Regions from separate parts of the Gossypium hirsutum genome. Here region 1 is linked to region 2. Evidence: chromatin contacts called from public Hi-C data. All regions are on one chromosome and are shown on one strand. The core of a region is the stretch at or near the end of the contact, and the rest is flanking DNA. Distances in the headings are between cores, read along the strand shown.

Region 1 (3,922 bases), core at 262-2,761, 160 kb after region 2:
ACATCAAATAGTATTGAAAAATTAATTAAAATTATCACTTACCATTGTCATTTGATCGACGGAGATGTATTTATTATCGAGATGAATTAATTCTCCGGCCATTACTAACACGATAAAATATTTTTTAATTAAAAAAATTAATTAAAAAAATTTTAAATAGAGCTTTTTTGCAAAAATTAAATAGAGTTTTGAAAAAATATGATAAAAATTTGAGAGAATTTGGAGAAAATTTAGAAAAAATTATGAGAGGACTTTTGGGTGAAAAAATGAAAGGGGACCTTTTATATATATTTTTTTGATCGTTGGAGGTCAAACAGTTAAGTGACCATTGGAACAGGGCAAAACGCGTTCTTAGGGGAGTATTTTATCTACGTCAGCATAAAACGCGCCTTCAAGGAAGTACTTTGTGCTGACGTGGACAAAACGCTTTCTTAAGAATACGTTTTGCTGACATATCTCTTGACTTTGTGCTAACGTAGACGTCCTTTTAAAAAATTTTAACATTTCTAATAAATAATTAAAAAATTAATCTATTTTTATAAATAATTTTAGAAATGGCGTTTTTCACTAAATTACCCAGAAAGGGAGGTAGGGGGTGATATACAAATATAAGAGAAAAATCATAATTGGAAAGTAGGAAGTGATAAAGAAAGAAAGGAATTCTGGAGCTATCGCGGTCGGTTGATTGATGGAAGTGACGCGATGATGTGGCCGTAGAGGGGAAGCCAAAGTAAAAGTGGGGTTAATATCTTGGGTTTTTGGCCAATGACAGTCTCCATTGTACGGAAAGCCCTCGTCCACAAAAAAATCCCCAAAATAAGGATTATTTTATTAGAAAAAAAAGTGAAATAGAATAAAGAAAAGGAGTTAAATGTAGTCACTTTGTTTGGTTTGATCAAATCTGCTATTATTGGTGATCAGAGCTGATTTTGGCTATTCCTTTCTCTGCATACAAAAAGGAAAATAAAACGGAGTGAGACTTAATTTCCAAAAACAAAATGTCCGAAGACTGAAGATAAAATATAGAAAGCTTCTCTTTATATGTAGTTCTAAAAAGCAAGGTCTGAAGAGGAGACCTTTCCTTTCTTGAGTCAGGTAACAGTCCCAAACCGAAGGGCTTTTGCCTTTCTTTTTTCTCTCTCTTTTATGGTTTTTCAGTTTAAACCTCTGTATTTGGGAGGCTTTTGATTCCTGTCACCAGACCTAACTCCAGCTCCTGAACAAATATATCTCAATAAGGTAAATTTAATGAAAGTAAACCCACCAATCCGACTCCTTTTATGTCTGAGTTTTTAGTTCTGTCAGTTTCTTTCTTCTTTTAGAAACCTGGATCTGAAACATGGGGTCTTTCGCTAGGGCTTCAGCTTAAAATTTCCTCAAATGAACTTGGCACAAAAAGTCAAGAAAACTCACTTTTTCCCTCTTGTTTTTAAGTCATTTTATGTATTATTGTTACTATTTTTTTTTCCTCTGAGAGGAGTTTTTTTATATTGTTATTTTTAAGGTAGAAATGGCGAGGGAGAAGATCAAGATCAAGAAGATAGACAACTTGACGGCTAGGCAAGTGACTTTCTCTAAAAGAAGGCGAGGGCTTTTCAAGAAAGCTGAAGAGCTTTCAGTTCTTTGTGACGCTGAGTTTGCTCTCATTATTTTCTCAGCTACTGGAAAGCTCTTTGAGTTTGCTACCTCCAGGTATATTTTCCATCAACTTCCAATAATACTCTTTCTCTTCTTTTACTTTCTGTCTACTTATATCATAGTTATAGATGGAGAGAGAGCAAAGGGAACTTGTAGTAAGCTTCCGTTGCCATGTCCGGTTTAGATCCTGTGACAGATCTTCCAAAACAAAAATTAAGCCTTTAATGAAAAAGAATAAAAAAAAAAGCTAAGTCTTAAACAAACCTGGTAACATGATATTTGTTTTTGTTCAGATTCCATAGATCGTGGAGGCTATACTACTATACTGATATCTTTTGCATAAAATAGCCACACACACTCTCTCTCTAAAAAGATACCAATATTTCTTTTTATAATTAAAAAAATTCTCGATGTCTTTTTGATTTAATTTTTCCTGGCTTTATTCATTAATCGATTGGTTTTAGTTCATAAGTGTTGGATAAATTTGGGCATTCTGCATTTGATCTTCCTATGCCCTTCGGTTACTGATTTATTGGGGTATGAGATCTTTGTTTTTCCATGGTATATGTTGAGAATCTTTACCGGCACATTTAGCTAAAGATTATATCCATTTTAAATTTACCCACAAACTTCTTATTATTATATTATATTTATATTTTGTTTGGATTTTTATGTTTATTTTTTTATTAAATATTCGTTTCAATATATATTAAAATATGGGGGTGAGGTTTAATCTCCCAAAGTTAGTTGCGTTGGATGTTTTACAATATATTAATCCTCATATGTTATCAGATCTTACCTTTGATTTCAATGTATCCCGACTCATTTTCCAAACTGTTTCTAATCAATGTTATGCAAAGAGCATATATTGGTAAGCAAGCATACAAGTTTTTGCATTAGGTCTAGTTTCTTGCATTACTTACAGAATATTCTATATATTTTCCAAAATCCAGTTCTATCGCGAAATTATATATTAAATCGGGGAGGAACTTAAGTGTCCAAGCTTAAACTTTAGACCTTAACTAAGACTAAAAGTTAGTTGACAATGTTTAAAGCTTATATTGCGAATAAATTCTACAAATAAGAACCCATTTATCCGGTTAATGTCTAAAAAAGGTTGAGTTCGTAAAAGTCTAATGATATCAGTTCAGGGGACAAATCTTGAAAATGCTAATTTTTGGTTGCCCTTCTTGTGTATTTTTAGTGGGGCTGGAATGGGTTTTAGTTGAGACTTTTCTTTTAGATAATGTTGATATTAGAGCTTGCAAAATGCTATGTTTTGCTTTAATAGGTTGTAGCTAGTACTGAAATCTTTTGGTTTTCAATAAATTATTTGACTTGGCCGAAAAGAAAATACACTTGTTTGTTAATATTGCATATTTGAGTACTCAATTTATTTTTTGAATATTGAAAACTTCATTTTTGAATTTATGGGTTTAGAATATTAATTAAAGAGTATTTAGTTATCTATCTCTGTTCCTTTTAAGTGAATATTATATACTAATGCTTCTTTTGGTTATTAGTATATTATAATAAGATAAGTAAAAAAGTATTTATTACATATATTACAATAGTTAAATTTAAAAACAATAATTAGTACAAATTTAAATTTAAAATTAAAAAAAATTAATAATAACTCTTATAAAAAATAAAATATCTTCAAAATAAACAAAAAACTCTTTCCCTTTCCTATAAATAGGTGCATAATAGTTTATTGCTTTTTCTTTTATTTCAGTTTTAAAGTAAAGAGTTTAATTTTTGAAAATCTCAAAATGGAAAAACTTAAATAGAAATTGAACGTAACATTCGAGCATAAATACATGCCGGAATCATTCTTTTAACATTCGAGTTTGAATGTTAAATGTACAAAATGGATTCATGTTTGAGATCCAATATGAACTAATTTTTTCTATTACTAAATAGCTAGTTGCTTTCTTGTTTGTTCTGCTGTGTTTTGTATTCACTTCTGTTGCGGTTCAATTATGTTTTGTTTTGTATTTTTACACACCTGTTACAAATAAAAAGACTGAAGAACTTTATATTAGAAGTTAGATTATAATTTATTTATTTTATTAAAAAAGTAAATTAATTCATATATAATTGTTTGGTTATTTTATTCGTCATGTCAGTATCTAATGGTAGAAATGGTTAAGATTTTTAATATTAAAGATTAATTAATTTTTTAATTTAACATATAAAAATTAATTTATTATTTTTTAAATAAAAGGTGCAAAATACAATCTAACTCCTCAGTAGCTTACTTTTACTCTCTGCTAGATCTTTT
Region 2 (4,327 bases), core at 740-3,239:
AAGGTTCCCATCGTTGATGGAAATTCCTGGCGTGACAGTCATTTTTTATGATGAGCACCTGATAACTGTCAGACAACACAACAAACGACATCAATGACAACTCACGGAACAGATATATATATATATATATAAGAACAAAAAAAAAAGGCAAAAAGTTAAAAGATGTTTACATTAAATTCAGAAACAGAGTTTCGATAAAAACAATTAAGAATTATACTAGATAACAAAAACAAAAATTTAAAGACCACCTATTTGCAGAAGACGAATATAGCAAAATAAAAATGGGTAAGGGGTAGAGTCTAAAATTTTGACCAATGGGTTTAAAATATCTTGGAAAGTTTAGGCTTTTGTAAGGAACATTTCCAGTGCCATGAGATTTTCCAGAAGGAAGAAACCACCCCAATTGCTTCACTGATGTTGTGCTTAACATTTTCTCACCTATCCGCTGAACAATCATGGAATTTTGAACCCACCCAAAACTTATAAAGAACGAAAAAAAATTTCTGAAAAAGAAAAAATTGTGTAAAATATTAAAAAGCATTTTTAATTTATCGAGACAGAAAACCAGCTCTGTTTTTTTTTTTTGTTTATTGGGATAAAATATTATGTCCATGAAGAAAAATCTGGAATGGTCAAGGTATGAATGAAAAAAGAGAGCAACTGTTCAAATTTATTTATTTACCGTGATTTAAGCTACAGTTCGTCGCTAAATTGGGATTGTAAGCTACTTTTTGGTTTTTTTTTTTTTTGAAGGAATATACGAACTATCTTTTATAATCAAGTAACTTTCAGATGGTTTACTTGAAGATCATCAACGGAAAAAAATAAATATGAAAAAGAGAAGGCCGCCGGCGGACCACAATGATCTGTTCAGACTATAAACAAAGCTCCTCTTTTTATTAGAAAAATAAATAAATTCTTAATTTTTCACTTTCAGAAATTTTTTTTTTCTAAGAAAAAAAGAAAAGAAAAGAAAAAGTGTATGCTTAGAGTTAGAGCAAGTTTGGACGGATACACGAGAAAAGCAGGTCCAATAATCTAAAAGACCTTCACGATTAATACAGCAGAAGAAAAAACGTGAAAAAGAAAACACGAACTTCTTTTAGTTAAACAGAGGATTATAAAAAGTTGGCAAAATTTTAAACGACGATGAATTTTCAATTAAACAGATATTTATTAAAAAAAATTATCTGTCACCGTAAGAGCAAAATCATAATTCATAACCATGTAATTCGAGGGATTTATCGTCGTGATCTTAACTCTTACGTAAATAAGATTTTATTGTTATAATTACGTTCTTCGTCAAGCGCAGATCTACTCCATACCATAATCCATAGTCATGGAAAGCAGAAGCTTTATAAATCGATCAAAATCTCAGAATTAACAAACAGGAAATTTAAAAAAAAATCAGATCATAAAAACTCCAAAGCACGTCTCATTTCATGATCATGATCACCACGAAACCAGAAACAAATCGCAGAGAGGAAAAACAGGACTTAAAAAAAATGAAATAAAGTAAAATACAATTTAAATAACAAATCCATAAAACTTTCAAATTTAACAAACAAAAAGTTCCAAAAGATTTTAGATCATAGAAACTCCAAAATCCAAATCCAAATCACGTCCCATTTCATCATCACCAGGGAACCAACAACAAGTCATCCAAAAGGGAAACAAATGTTACTCTAAAAAGAGAATCCACCATAAACCACTATTTAATTTCACAGTTGACGGCTGAGAACCCCAAAATGAACTCACCTATATCCGGCGGGGCTAGCTTAGGTCGTTAAGCAGCCAATAGGACTAAGAAGCTTGAAACACTCTTGACTCCAAAACTTAAAACAAAAGAAAACGAAAGAAACACTCAGCAGAAGCGCACTCCGACAAAGGGAATGCCTCTTCTCTAGAGAGAGGGAGAGAGAGCGAAACCACTAAAAATGGCTTTGTTTTCCTCTTTCAGACAACGGATGCGAGTAATGAGGGTGAAGAAGCTGGGTTTTTATAGCCACAATTTCTGGGGGTTAAATATCGAGCAACTTCTATTACGGGATCATTGGTGTACTGCCACGTGGAATTTTATATTCTATTATTGCTATTCTTTTAGAAACGTTTTGTTTTTGTTCTACAATTTTTTTTAATGAATAAAATAATAATAAACATATTAGATATTTTGGGTTAGGGTTTATTGCTTACTGTTGCTGAGCAATCCGTGACTGAGTGACAGAAGGCATCTCTGAATTGTAAATTTAAACAGCGGTGGAAATGAAAGGGGCTTGTAATTTCTATTAAAACATGAATCTGAATATTTGTGGATCCGTATGTTACTTGTTTTTGTTAATATTTTAATTTATTTCTATTTTTTTTTCAATTTACTAAGCAATTCAATCATTCAAAGGATAATTTATTTATTTAATGCTAGTAATGGTTACCTTGATAATACTAAAAACTAATTAAATACTAAAATAATATCTCAGTGACATTATTTACCAAAATGGGTGAAATTAACAATGCTAAGAGGTGGACTGAAAGGGGTGGCAGCATCGCCCTTTTTTTCTGCTCAATTATAATACATTCATCTTTAGCTCATGATATGTTTTAAAAAATAATTTTTTAATTGTGAAGAGACGTTCTACGGCAACATTAGTATACAGAAAAAACTATTGAACAAAATACGGGTAAAAAGGGGTGAAGGGTACTAAACTGGCGGCACCAAGCTTGGAGGGCATGTGACAGCCGGCACCAGTTGGGGGAGGAAGGTTGTCAAGCGGCACGAAACCCTTATATATTTGAGTTGAACGGTTATAGTAATTTGTATGAAGCGTTGTAAAAATTTTTGTGTTTTGATTTGTTGAATTGTTTTAGTGTTTTTTGTGTTTGGTTGAATGGTTGTAGCAGCTAACAAATAAGAAGAAAGACAAGGAAATTTTTTTTGTAGAAGAGGAGAAAACAAAGAAGAGAAGTCAGAAAGATTTGTAAGGTTTGTACAGTGATTAATTTTTGTTATTATATTTTTTATAGTAGAATCTTGTTTTGTTTTTGAAAAAAATATTGAGAAATTTAATTATGTTTAAATATTTTTACATATTTATATTGAAGATGGATAATCAATTTGCGTTTATTTCGATAGAGTAATTTTAACAACATTTGGTTTTATATTTGAATTTCACCAACAAATAGCTATGAGATTTAATAAAAATGTGTCGATTGATAATATGAAAGAAAGGATCAGTTCAAAAATTATTAAACATTGTGGGAAGAGAATCTCGAAACTATTCTACAAAGTCCCAGTTTCGACAAATCCCATCAAATTCACCGAGATGGAATTTGTAGACTGATGGGATTTATAGACAATGAAGACATAGAGACAATAGTCGCACTTTATTACCAGAATCAGAGTGGCCACACTGAATTGGTTCAGTTGTTTGCTAAGTTAGCTGATGTAGAGCCAAGTGAAGATTTCACTTCATTAAGTGAAGAACATGAAGTTTAAAGATCCGTGTATGGAGGTTCCGAGAACGTCCGTTGATAGGCGAACGACTATATGCATGTTTGACATCAATATTAATTCTCCATATGTGTTTGAGAACCTTAACCCAGGTCTCCGTTTACAAATACATTCGCCAGTAATTGAGACCGATGCAAATGGTGAAGATGGACGTGATAATAATAGTCCTTCTGATTAAGAGGCTGAAGATTATAGTGATCCCGATTTAGACGAGGTCCCGGATGATATCGACGGTGAAGGCATGAATGATGATAGAACTATTTACGCTTCTTCAACCAGGAACCCAAGTTGAGGCATTGTCATGCACAATGATCCTAGGGCCCACATGTCGACCGTAAATCCTAATGTGGCGTATACATTTAAGTTTTCGGAGTACCCCGATATATTACCTGCCTGCCGATTGGCCATAAATCTTGAATGTGAGGAGTTGTTTGTAGGCCAAAAATTTACAACTAAGGAAGACTGTTGATGCGGTCGTTGAGAGCACCAAAAATATCCTATTCCCTGTAAAATAATAAAAATAACAGTAAATGGGAAGTAAGGTCGAATCCTCAGGGACCGGATTGTACGAATGCTCGTTTCTTGAAATCTTAGACAATTTCTTGGCCAAGAAACTTGCGTTCCTGAAAAAATTAAAAAAATAGAATTAAGAATTTCGATTTGGAAAAATAAAAATAGTATTTAAATTAAATTGAAATTGCAAAATTAAATAAATGACGGAAATTGAGATGGAGAATATATAAAAATAATAAAGAGAGTTAAAGGAAAAGAAATTCTTATTGGTAGATTCCAGCCTCCAGTTGTCTCATTCCGCCTTGGGTT

The links. A called contact is a pair of places that touch in the nucleus more often than the background predicts.
Region 1: a Hi-C map of leaf shows a contact between it and region 2, with 2.4 times the contacts expected there. The contact joins the promoter of LOC107920922 here to the promoter of LOC107918136 in region 2. A contact is called at or near these places in 19 of 34 Hi-C or Micro-C datasets (anther, callus, cotyledon and 5 more).

What each region holds. Positions count from the first base shown.
Region 1 is chrA01:40,753,402-40,757,323 of Gossypium_hirsutum_v2.1, reverse strand. LOC107920922 (MADS-box protein AGL24-like) reads left to right here and starts at 1,511. Exons shown (of 7, transcript NM_001327183.1): 1 at 1,511-1,692. The coding sequence starts at 1,511.
Region 2 is chrA01:40,908,897-40,913,223 of Gossypium_hirsutum_v2.1, reverse strand. It overlaps LOC107918136 (probable galactinol--sucrose galactosyltransferase 2), which reads right to left and starts at 1,989. Exons shown (of 14, transcript XM_016847667.2): 1 at 1,759-1,989; 2 at 1-65. The coding sequence starts at 42.